Linked DNA regions of Gossypium hirsutum: regions 1 and 2 are each linked to region 3. Evidence: chromatin contacts called from public Hi-C data. All regions are on one chromosome and are shown on one strand. The core of a region is the stretch at or near the end of the contact, and the rest is flanking DNA. Distances in the headings are between cores, read along the strand shown.

Evidence for each region. Hi-C and Micro-C count contacts between places; a contact is called where the count stands out from the background.
Region 1: a contact with region 3 is called in a Hi-C map of leaf, with 2.4 times the contacts expected there. The contact joins the enhancer-like site here to the promoter of LOC107926882 in region 3. A contact is called at or near these places in 2 of 34 Hi-C or Micro-C datasets (both in leaf).
Region 2: a contact with region 3 is called in a Hi-C map of leaf, with 3 times the contacts expected there. The contact joins the enhancer-like site here to the promoter of LOC107926882 in region 3. A contact is called at or near these places in 3 of 34 Hi-C or Micro-C datasets (all in leaf).

Annotation. Positions count from the first base shown.
Region 1 is chrA08:93,673,116-93,677,236 of Gossypium_hirsutum_v2.1, reverse strand. It overlaps the pseudogene LOC107940489. Among protein-coding and RNA genes, the nearest start is that of LOC121205267, 52 kb to the right of the region's middle. Within about 2 kb of position 2,701, at least 3 of the 9 cell types and tissues checked have an H3K27ac peak or open chromatin away from gene starts, as enhancers often do. A contact at or near this core is called in leaf, where this site is marked.
Region 2 is chrA08:93,747,131-93,751,094 of Gossypium_hirsutum_v2.1, reverse strand. No RefSeq gene overlaps it. Among protein-coding and RNA genes, the nearest start is that of LOC121205336, 32 kb to the left of the region's middle. Within about 2 kb of position 2,469, at least 9 of the 9 cell types and tissues checked have an H3K27ac peak or open chromatin away from gene starts, as enhancers often do. A contact at or near this core is called in leaf, where this site is marked.
Region 3 is chrA08:93,900,329-93,904,701 of Gossypium_hirsutum_v2.1, reverse strand. It overlaps LOC107926882 (nuclear transcription factor Y subunit B-5), which reads left to right and starts at 1,648. Exons shown (of 1, transcript XM_041074652.1): 1 at 1,648-2,242. The coding sequence starts at 1,674. The coding sequence ends at 2,126.

The DNA of each region.
Region 1 (4,121 bases), core at 1,452-3,951, 230 kb after region 3:
GAAAAGAAAGAAAAAAATAGAACACACAGATTTTACGTGGAAAAAAAATAGAACACACAGATTTTACGTGGAAACCCTTTTGGGAAAAAATCACAGGCAAAAGAAAAGAAAATTCACTAATGTCGAATTCGAATCAATTATACAAGAAGAGTTTCAACCACATCTATTTATAGGTTGAAAAAGCCTAATTCTAATTAATGTAAAATATATTATTCTACTAATTTTTCTAGAAAGAAAATATATTTTGTCTAATTTTACTTGTAAGTAATCTCTTAGAAATTATGTCACACAACGCTAACAGCTTATTTATGCACTTTTTCTTATCCTTAAATAAATTGTAAAATTGTTTACTGTAATGTCTCAGGAAGATTATGTGCAAGTACACAGTCGTTTATAAGTAATAAAGTAGTAAGTAAGAGTTATCGTATCTACAAACACTATAAATGTGAATCAATAATTGCAAAATTAACACTTAGCAAGTTGGTTTGTGGCAAAATAAATAAGAGTGTGATGAATTTACTAACTAAATTAATTAAAATAAATCTAAGTATGCAGATAAAATGTATCACAGAATAATTAAGCAAGCAAGTTTTTAAGAGTAAATCACAATGACATGCATGTGCTAGAATAATTACTCTTCCTCACTTAGAATTATTAAGACAATGTTAAATGATATTACAGAGATTCCATGGCAAAATTAATAATTTACTAATCCTAATTGCTAAAGTTATAATATTATACTTAGTTTCTCTAGCATATTTTTATATTTAATCAACTTTACAATTTCATAAGTACACATCATAAAGGAATTATGCAAGGTAACAATATTGTCTAATATTGTTACTAACTCAATCATTAAATGAACAAACATGCACCATTCAAATATTGTGTCAATTAATTACAATCTTGTTTAGATTAAATAAATAATTCAACTGCTTCCCTATAGTCATAATGCATGAGAAACATGTTCATAATTTTATTTGAATGAGTAAATTAATCAAATGCACAGAACATTTTCAACAGAGTAAATAATTTAAGCTAAGGAATTGAAATCATTTTAACACTAAAAAAATTAAGCAATCGTGATTACATTAAAAGCAGAAAACTTAAGTTGCAATCATATTTCTTGAATTGAACAAAAAATAAAAGATTAAAGGGAACGAGAATAATTACTAAGCTGATTCCAGTGGATTTCTATGGCACATCTCACTTTGCTCCTCCTTTCTTCTCTTCTTGTCGTGACTACTAAGCTCAAATTCTCAATATTGATGAAAATTGACTGCTCTTAAAATCTTTCAATGCTCTTTTAAGTGTGAGGGTGAGCAAAATTCGATTTGACTCAAAAAAATCGAAAAAAAGTTCGAATTTTGAATCATTTGAATCGAATTAATCAGATTAATTCGAATTTATTTTTCAAATTTCGAGTTAAATTTTTAAATTCGAGTAACCCGAATAATTCGAATAAACTAAATATCAAATATTTTACTTCCTTTTCCCCTCAAACCCCATCTCAAAAGTCACACCTTTTTACTTTCCCCCCAAAATTTTACATCCCCAAACGCCAAAAACCATTTTCCTTTTACTTTCTCCAATACTTTCGTCTCAAAAATTTTACTTCCCTCAAACTCTTAAATTTTTTACTCCTCTTAACCTCCCAAAACTTTTTCCCCTTTTGCTTTTCCTCAAAACTTTTACTTCCTCCTAAACCCCAATTTTTTTTCAAATTTATGTCTATTACTTATATTATTGAATTAAATTTCACATTTTTTTACTATTTATATTATTGAATTGTTTAATCATGCTAAATTTTTATCAATTTCTGTAAAAAATTGAATTATTGATGATGACATAAAATATTCAGTTAATTTTTTTTTGTATCAATTTCATATTTTATTTTTAAATAAATTTTATTAAAAAAACACGTTTTTTATATTTAATATATTTTTTAATTTTCAAATACATGATAACCAGAATCAGAAAATAATTGAAGCAACTAAGTAAGCAAAAAAGTTAACCTGTATATAAAATATTAATAAATAAATTATGAGTGGGTGAAAGCTAATAACAAATTTGATTACGGTAGGCAAATTTGATTATGGTAGGTGAAAGTAGCTACAAGAACCCAAAGTTATTTTTTAATTTTCGAACAAATATATTCGATTCGATTTGATTTGAATTTCATCTCACTCAACTTGATTAAAAAAAATTCAAATCGAGTTAGGATGATAAAATAAGATTTATCAACTCAATTAACTCGAATTTTTTTCATTCGATTCGATCAAACGCTCAAACTTACTTAAGTGGAGTGAAAAATAGGAGAAAAGATGATGAATGGTGGATGATTGAGTGATTGATGAAAGACTTCTTATTTATACTAGAAACGCTCCAACATCCCCTAGCTATTTTTAGCCCCAAATCCCTTGATTTTCTCTCTAGAGGTGGCCGAAGGTGGGTGGACGATCATGCTGTTTTGGGAAGGATGTTAATTGATTTATGCTTGATTCAAGGGAAGAGTTGCTTGATTCCCTCATGGTTGATTGGTGGTTGAATTGGTTGATTACCAAGTTTTCATGGACAGTTTGGGCTCATTCCTTCCGAATGGACGATTTGGGCTCTTTCGATCTTGTTGGGTTATCCAGTTTTGTTGACCCACTTAGGAGCTGGGTCAAGAGTTGGGTCAAGAGGAATTCTAAAGTCCAATTATTATAATTGGGGCATCCAAGGATGGTAATATATCAGTCCACATCGTGTAGGTCCTTTGCTACATAGACGTTGCAGCGTTAGGCATCAAAGTGTGCATTTCAATCCCTTTCCTCTTCTGAGTTTATTAGGCACTTTTAGGACTGAAAATCAATTTTAGCATATAAATTAACAAAAATGAATTATTTCAAATAAATTGAACAATAAATAGAAATTAAAAAATTACTGTAGAATTTGTTATTAGACACCCCGAACTTGAATGAATTTGAAAGTAAATAGATCTTAAAATAACTATATTTTGGAGTTATCAATTGATCAAGTAAGAGGTGAAATACATGAATTTTGTTTGATGTGTGAAAGTTGTCAGTAAGATAGTAGAATAGAAGTTGTGTGAATTGTCTTTAGGCGCAATAATGTGAGGCAAGTTAACGTACAGTTTCTATGAATACAGCTCTATAATTCCGAGAGCATTCTAATTATAGCTGTTTATCCTTTGTGTAGAAAGTGCAACACGAGTTGTTGGTTGTATACGTTAACCAGCTACTTGAAAAGGAGGATTCAGGGATCAAGGTTTTGTTTAGAGATGATAAGGTAAAATTTGCTCAACCTTGTCTCTTTGCAAGAAATGTTTACTCTTCTCGCTGTTTATTTCGGTAACTGTGTAGATCAGGAAATTACTTGGCTTACTTTATGCTCTGTAGGTGGATGATCTTTCTAGGACGTACAGGGTTTATAATAAAATATCTCAAGGCCTGGATCTTGTTGCTAATGTATTCAAGCAGGTATGAATTTCTGTTTACTTGTTCTGCAAGCTAAATGACCGTCTTTTCATGTTACTTCACAGCTTTACTGACTCTTTCTGAGTTTTTTTTTTTCTTTTGCAGCATGTTACTATTGAGGGTACAGCCTTTGTTCAACAGGCAGAAGAGGCTGCAAGTAACCAGGTTAATTTGTTGTTGCCCTTCTCTTATAGTTACAAGTATAATTGCTGGATACAATTACTGATGTCGTTTTGTAGTAAGGATTACTGAAGATTTGTATTCTTGTGAGGATATCAAATCTATTCTTTTGTACTAACATATTGAGTGCAAAACAGGAAGAGTAATGTTTAAGCATAAACCTGGCTCTCTTTTTTTTATCTATTATTTTGTTTATGCACCTGAGTGAAAAATGGATGATACATAATTTATTGTTTCGACTACTCAACGTGCCCATCTCTAAATGCTGATAGTCAATCATTTTCACAGGCCTCAAATACTCCTAGCGGGCACGAACAGGTAAAATTTCCAACTTTTAAGCTATGGATACTCATGGATTCACTTCAGATGTTGAAAATTAATATTGTTATCATCATCGTCAGGTTCTTGTAAAGAATATACTTGAGCTGCATGATAATTATATGACATATCTGAACAGCTGCT
Region 2 (3,964 bases), core at 1,220-3,719, 150 kb after region 3:
TGACTTAAGGGTATGGGTCATTGGCCACCTCCAAACATGCGAACGTTTAGAGTAAAAATCGTGCAAATAAAATATATAAAATAAGTTTAGTATCTGTAAGTGAACAGGTCAAATTGTAATATAGTTTTTTATTACAACAAAACAGTAGGAAGTATTCAAAGAATCATACCCAAGGGAGGTTGAATTAAATCTAAAAATATTATCTACAGTAGCATATCTAAACAATAATTACTAAAAATCATATTACAATAGTTAATATAAAAGATTAAGATAGTAAAATAAAAACTAAACTACTAAAATGAAGTTGAAAAATGAAAAACTCTCAAATACAAGCAAAAGATTAACTCGCTTTAGTAGTTGTAATTAACTTCAGAACTGGAGTTTTATTAGTGAATCAGTTATTAACTAACTAGTATTACCCCTTGACCTTTACCAATTAATTAATCATCCAATACTTACTTATCTTTGGCTCACTTTCCTGATCGGGATAAACTCACGGTTTACTCAACTAACTTATCTCTCGACTTCATTTAACCTAGATTACTTCCTAAGGAAATTAATTTTAGGGTTTAAGATCAAATAAATTTATACCAACTAATTCGTATAGGAAACCCTCATTTTTCCATTAGTCACTCCCACATCCACTTGTTAATCTCCCTAAAGGAGTTAGTCACTCATTGATTCAATAACCATCTTCATCATAATTAAATTAATCATGCAAAACACACAAATTAAATTAAAATGAGAGGCGGATAGAAATTGATCCGTTTAATAAACTGGATGTGCTTGGATCTGCGAAAGCCTTTAACAGTTGTCGAGATATTTTTCTTTGCAAGAGGAATGTAAAAGAAGATTATGAAAATACTAAATAACGAAGACATGGGCTCAAATCGAATCCAAGTCGAAGAATAAGAAAATAAAACTATTTTTAAAAGAAATAAACTAAATTAAAATCTTAAATCTACAAACTAAGCCCTAAAAATGGCTTGACCAAAAGCTCTCAAGCTTAACCTATGTTTAACTATATATAGGCAAGTTAACAATCCAATTTAGGTCAAATACAAACCTTAATAAAATATAATTTCAATATTTTAGGTCTTGTTATCGTTTAACTTAAAATTCTTTTATCAAATTCATTGGTGCGATATTTTGAAATTAAAAAAAAAAACTCACTTTAATTAAAAAAATTTACTAAAAAAGTAAATTATGGCTTCTGCTTTTACAGTTTCATCTGATGACCGGACCTGTATCGAAACATTCACTGATGAAGAATGCAACACCAAAAAGGTCAGATTCAAAGAGGTGGGAAAAGATTCAATAGACAATATGGTGGTTGACATGATTCCAATCAAAGAAGTTTCTTGGAAAAAGAAACCTATGGGAAGGAATGTTTCTGAATCCGGTGATGTTATTTTTAATGGAGGCTTCGTCATTGAAGAAGGTGACATTCTTCGATCCTCCATTAATGGAATCCCTGCCATTGACTTCTCGGAGCTTATAAGGAATTTTTTAGTTAGGGATATGGAGACTATCGTAGTTGTCAAGCTGTTAGGATGGAACATAGGTTACGGGGCGTTACACAATCGTATTTCTAGCCTTTGGAAACCCTCTCAACCTTTTCATCTGATGGATATCAAAAATGGATATTTCCTTGTCCGTTTCCAATGCAGGGTAGACTATGACCTGGCTCTGACTCAAGGTCCATGGATAGTGTTTGGTCACTATCTAACTGTTCAGCCTTGGACAATTGAATTCGATCCACTGAAACCTTTTCCAAATGTGGTTACGGCCTGGATTCGTTTCCCAGGATTGCTGGGCTTCCTGTATAAGAAAAAGATTTTAGAAGAGATAGGGAGCTTAGTTAGACAAGTAATGAAGTTAGATTTCAAGACGGACAGTGGGGCTAGGGGTCAATTTGCAAGAATGGTTGTGTCGATTGATCTGCATAAGCCACTTATTTCTCAAGTATCGATCAATGGCCGGATCCAAAGAGTTGAATTTGAAGCTCTTCCCACGGTATGCTTTCATTATGGAAAATATGGTCATTTAAAAACTTCTTGTTCTTCTTTTTTGGCAGAACAGAGCATACAAGGAGAGAAGGAAGATGTACCTGTGACGGCGGACAAGGACGTAGATCCAGTGATAGTGATTGACGCTTTTGGTCCATGGATGGTAGTTCAGTGCAAATCTAGGCGTACTCCAGTCGGAAAGCCGAATCAACATGCAAGTTTAACGGAAGAAAATCGTGATGGGTCAAGATTCATGGCTTTAATTTCTGATGATAATCAATTGACAGATTTGGGGGTTGAAAAATCAGGGATTAGAAAGTCACGGGCTGAAACTTCGGGGTTGAAGGAGGTTGTTTTTAAAAAAGGTGATTTTATTAGGAATTTAAAAGAGAATAGGCCTGGGGGTTTTTATGGACAGCGGGCTAAAGATAATATGGGAAAGGAAATAATGGGTCATAATAGTCGTATTGGGCTGAAGGATAAGTCTAGTGGGCCAGTTCTTTTGGAAGTTGAACATGGTAACACTAGGAAAGGTCTGGCGATTGGAGGCTTAATTTTAGGAAAAAATATCAGTCTAAATTCTGATGGGTCTCAATCATTTTTAATAGACAAGCAGGATTTAAATGATTCAGGGATTCTAGACCGCGGAGCACAGACGGGTCCGTCACCAATTTTACAAAATAAAAGCTCCTCACTGCATTTTAATCCTACATTTGAAGGTCCTTTTGAATCTGAGGTGGTATTAAATTCTAGCTTGTTAGATCCCAAAAGACTTTCGGCTGTTACTTTTAAAGGAAATTCGGATCATCATGTCATAACAAAAGGGTCAAATAATGGACCAAGTGATGCGAATATCTTATCCGTTCCTTCAAAAGGCCATGGTCTTGATAATAAAAAATGAAGTGGGCGAAGTGGTCGAGCTCTAAATAAGACAATTCGTGGACGTAGGGGACTTTTTAAAATTGCTGGAAATTCCCGTGTCTCTCTCCCTAATGCTATGAATTCCATGGCAAAGCTTATTGGTGAGTAAGTGGAGGCTCTTTCTGATACGGTCATTACCAACAATGAGGGAGATCAAGCTTCCATTTGGCCTTTGAATGGGTAGTACTCATTTTTTAATATTTTAGTTATGAATTTAACTATTTTTTCTTGGAATTGTCAGGGTAGTGCTAGTTCGAAGCTTATTCGGGTTTTTCATGAGTATAATCGTGAACATAAACCCGATTTGATCAGCCTTATGGAAACGAGGGTCAGTGGGATAAAAGCTGATTCGATTATTGCGAAACTTGGTTTTCAATACTCACATCGAGTAGAGGCAGTGGGTTTTTCAGGTGGTATTTGTATTGGTTGGAAAGAATCTATTTGTATGGAGATTCTAAAAAATCATTCGCAATTTGTGTTAGTCAGAAATTCTGGTACCTCTTTTAGTAAACCTCTTCTGGTTACTTTTGTGTACGCCAGTACGAATCAGAGAAATGAAGAATTTTATGGGAGGTTTTGTGGAGAACTATTCCAGCGGACGGGGCTCTATAGATGGCGATTAGTGACTTTAATGTTATTCTTTCTCCTACCGAGAAGAGAGGGGGTCGGTCACTAGGAAAAAAATGCCCATTTTTTGATAAACTTATGGATTCCGCTTTGTTGCAAGATTTAGGCTTTAGAGGTCTGCAATTCACTTGGCAGAGAGGGGGGTTATGGAGCGGCTGGATAGGGCTATTTGTAATAACGCTTGGTGTACTCTTTTTCCTAGTTCTCTTGTGACTTACTTGCCACGACTTAAATCGGATCATAGACCCCTTAAACTATCTTTGATGCCTAACTTTCTTTCCTCGCAAAGGCGTTCATTTAGGTTTTTAGCAGGTTGGGTTCTCCAATTTTGTTAAAGAAAATTGGAGGCTTTCTACTGATATGCCGAAGATACACTCCGAGTTTACTGATCTAGTCAAAAGATGGAA
Region 3 (4,373 bases), core at 399-2,898:
ATATTAATTTGGATTTTGATAAAATTTCTTAATTTAGTTATTAAACTTGGATTATGTTAAAGTGTGATTATGTAATTCTCTAAAATTATGCCATATCAAGACCTAAATTTTATTATAATTTCTTAATACTTAATTATTTTTTAGATTTAATTTTAATACTCTTTATTTAAATTCAAAGACTTAATTACGAAAAGCTACCAAGGTATATTTGTACACTAAATGATGCTTTATCCTCCAAGAATCTTCACTAATTTTTTTTCTTTCTCTTATAAAGATGTATACAAATTTATATAACCCAAAACACATTTTTAATATTTATAAAAAAATTACCACTAAAAAAAATTCTTAATTAGCATGCAGCGCATCAAATATCTTCTCTAAACTATTCATCATCCAAGGTCTTCTTTTCTTTCACAAATATTCAATTTTGTGAGACAACAATGATTGATTCCAAATGAACAATAAGAATATAATAAATTATAATTAGTTTACATAAGCAAACCCACTTTCATCATTAATAAATAAATAATTAAGTTAAAACCTCACGCTTAGTACTATATATAGAATGCAAGCTTGAATTAATAACTAAACAAAAATCATATACATACACATGACATGCATATGTAATGTGATTCATCATTCATCAAGATTAATGGCCTTAATAATTTACTTACTTTGGTCATCATAGGGCTATACGTGGCATTATATACCAAGTCCAGAGTTTCAGGATCGTGTAACCCGAACCACATGACTTCACAACATAAACAACTATTAAAAAAAGTGAAACAATTTCATGTCGTGTAGTGTGACATAAATAATCTCAAGTACGAAAAACCCTAAATTAGTAGGTAATCCAACTTTATTAGTGCTTTAATTTAGAATTAATTTTGTTGCAGCTATGGCAAGAACCCCACACGTGCATATCTTTAAGTCCACACATTTCAAATTTTCAGATTTTTCTATTTATAATATTTATTTTTTTTGAGTTCCAACCTTATTGAGAGCAGACTATGAAGAGGGACCATTGTCTGTAAGTGATAAGTTTTGAGTATTTTTCTTTATGCCTTTTTAAGGTTTAGTTTGCTCCCACGATCCCCTACTCTTACGAATATTTAATGTATTATTAGTACTTATCTAATATTAATAAATAATAATATAACACTTTATTATTAGTGAAATAAAAATAATAATAGAGAAATTATAAAAAACTCTAACTTGTAAACTCAAACCCTAAACGTAATGTGTGATTTAAATTTTAAATCCTTTACCATAAACATTAAACTCGAAATTTAAAATCTGAACAAATCGTAATAAGTATAATCGACATTTACTTATGTTTAAATAAATCTATATATTAATATATATTTATAAGTTCTCAAATATTTTTTATTTTACTTAATAATGATTTTTCATATTATTAACTGATAATGTATAAAATATTATTTTTTAATAAGAAAATCAAATCCACACCAACAATGCTTTGTATTGGTTGATCGGTTTATATCATGAATTGTCATGTAGTCGAATAAATTTTACCATTTTACTATTTATATGTATATAGATGTGTGTATGTATATAAATAAGTATGAGCCTATATAATAGCAAATTAGCAGTTAGAAGAGACGTGTCTGAGTTTAAGAGGTATAATTTTTTTTTTTTTGCTTTTAATAGAAATGGCTGATAAAATAGGGATTAATAATTTAGATAGTGAAGGTCTTAAGTACAACTTTGCCACAGGCGCTGCTAGTAGTGTCCTCTCAGGCGAGGATGGCATCATCAAGGAACAAGACCGGCTGCTTCCGATAGCGAATGTCGGCCGGATCATGAAGCAGATCCTACCTCCCAACGCCAAGATCTCCAAGGAAGCCAAAGAAACCATGCAGGAATGCGTGTCGGAGTTCATCAGCTTCGTCACCGGGGAGGCATCCGAAAAGTGCCACAAGGAGAAGCGGAAGACGGTTAACGGGGACGACGTTTGTTGGGCACTGGCAACGCTAGGGTTTGACAACTACGCCGAGCAATTGAAGAGGTATTTGCATAGGTATAGGGAACAAGAAGGAGAAAGAGTTAGCCAAAATAGGGCTATCGAGAGGAGCGATAGCTCTCTTGCAACAAGGCCCTTTTGAAAGGGACAATACTACAATAAAATTAATATTCAAAAACTTGATTTTTACATTAAGCACTCTGTGTTTCTCTGACGTTTGTTTTCTGAATTGAGTAATATCAGCTTTAGAATTGTTGAGGTTTTTTTTTTCCTTTAAATTTATTTGCAGGTATTTTGTTTAAAGTTTAAACCACAAAATTGGGATTTTGTGTACGAAAATTTTAGGGTTTGTTTTATGCTTCTTCTTGCTTTCTTTCTTTTTTGGCTTACTTAAATTTCGATTTTGATCTGATTTCTTCGACTGTTTTTGACTACTTTGAGTGTTCTTCATTGGCACCAAAGAGTAAAGACTACTAATTTCAACTTTCAAGCTTGTTTTTTATGCATATTGTGGATGTTGGATCAAAATTTGAGGATTATATCCGATTTAGATTTCAAATTTAATAGAGAGCTGAGCAAATGCCTAGTGTAGCCATTTCTTCATTTACCCTTTGGAAATAGTCAATTAGTCATACTTATCCAAGGTTAGGGTTTGTGTCTGAAAATCCGAGATCTTGGGACCACAGTAAGTATTTGGACATTTCTTTGTTTTGTCGTGAAAACCCCGCATCAGGTCTCGATCATGATGCAAGCAATTAATATATATTAATGTAAATAATATTCAAAGGGATTGAATATATAGTTTTCCTGCAACTGAGGATGATTGAGAGATGGGTTGATGCAGAAAAATGAATTAGAGAATTAATAAAAACATAGGAGCTGAGTAAGTAATGGTTTCTAGGGTTTGTCATTTGGAACTTCTTGTGTTTAAATTAACCGTTTGAAAAGATACCTGTCTGAAAGAAAAACAAAAGTAAAAGATTCTATTTGATTCTTTTTTTCTTATTTATTTCAGACAAGCAACAAATTTATTGTGAAAACCTAGACAAACAGCCCCTTCGAACCCTAACATAACATCTTTTAATTTGCTTTCTAATGAAATTTCTTTTCTTAATTAATTGTCAACTTCCCTTGTCTTCTTCGTTCATTTAATCAATTTAGACTAACGGGTAACTTAAATTCAATTAGGTAAAGTTTAGTAACTAAAATTTGGATTTAGATCAACCCCATGTGATGTCATGACAATTAGAATATTTACCGTCTCAAGTGTGGTCTAGATTCGAGTCGCGTTAGTCGTGTTTATTATTCGGGTTTTACCTATTCTTATAATTCACTAAAAACAAAATTTGGATTTAGATTTAAATTTTAAAATTTAAAATTTGAAATTTATAATTTATGAATTTATTATTTCTCAATTTATTTTTTAGATAATTCCAATTTAGATTGAGATTTCAACTAATTTTAAGCTCTAAAAACATTTTATTAAAATTTAATTATTTAGGAGGATTTTGATTGAGCTGTTGAATTAATTTTTTAATGATTTATTTTATAGATTGGACGAACCAATAGTACTAGTCAAACCGATCAAATCGGTTGAATTGATTGACCAACAAAATATCACTTTCTATTTTTATATTTTTATAATTTTTTTGGGTTAAAATATTAAAAAGAAATCTCAATAAGTCATTTATACTTTGTTTATACCTCAATAAAATCATACAATTATCTGTACTTAAATAAGTAGACTTAGGTATAAATTACAAGTCAGGGGTTTATAAATTAAAATTGTAAAACTTAAGGAATAATTGAATTTTTGAATATCTATATTCTATTAAATTAAAAACATAAAGCTTCGTCACTATTTTCAAAACTGGACTAAATCAATTGGTTAGACCAATTGCATTGGGCATAAGCGGACTTACTTAGTTATAAATTAAAAGTCAAGGGTTTAAAATTAAAATTGTGAAAATAATGGTATAAATGAAAATTTTTAATATTTATATTGTATTAAATTAAATGCTTAAATCTTTGTCGATGTTTTTAGAATCGGATCAACCGGGGTACCAGCTTAGAATTAGGGGCATATTGGTTGACTTGTGAGTAGGTTGAACTGGTTAGACTACTCGAACTGGCAATCAAATCATTTAAACCAATTTTATCTATTTTTATTTATGTTTTATTTTTAATAATTTATTCAACAGAACTAATTGGATCGATCAAGTCTATTGAATCGAGAATCGGTGGTTTAATCTGTTCGTCTATTAGTCTAATTCTAAAAACCTTGAGCTTCGTTAATAATATATTATAAGTAAAATTATTTATTTATTGTTTAGGTTTTGAATGAAGTGTGAAACAACAAAACAAATAAGTTCTCATGTTTTTCTTTAAA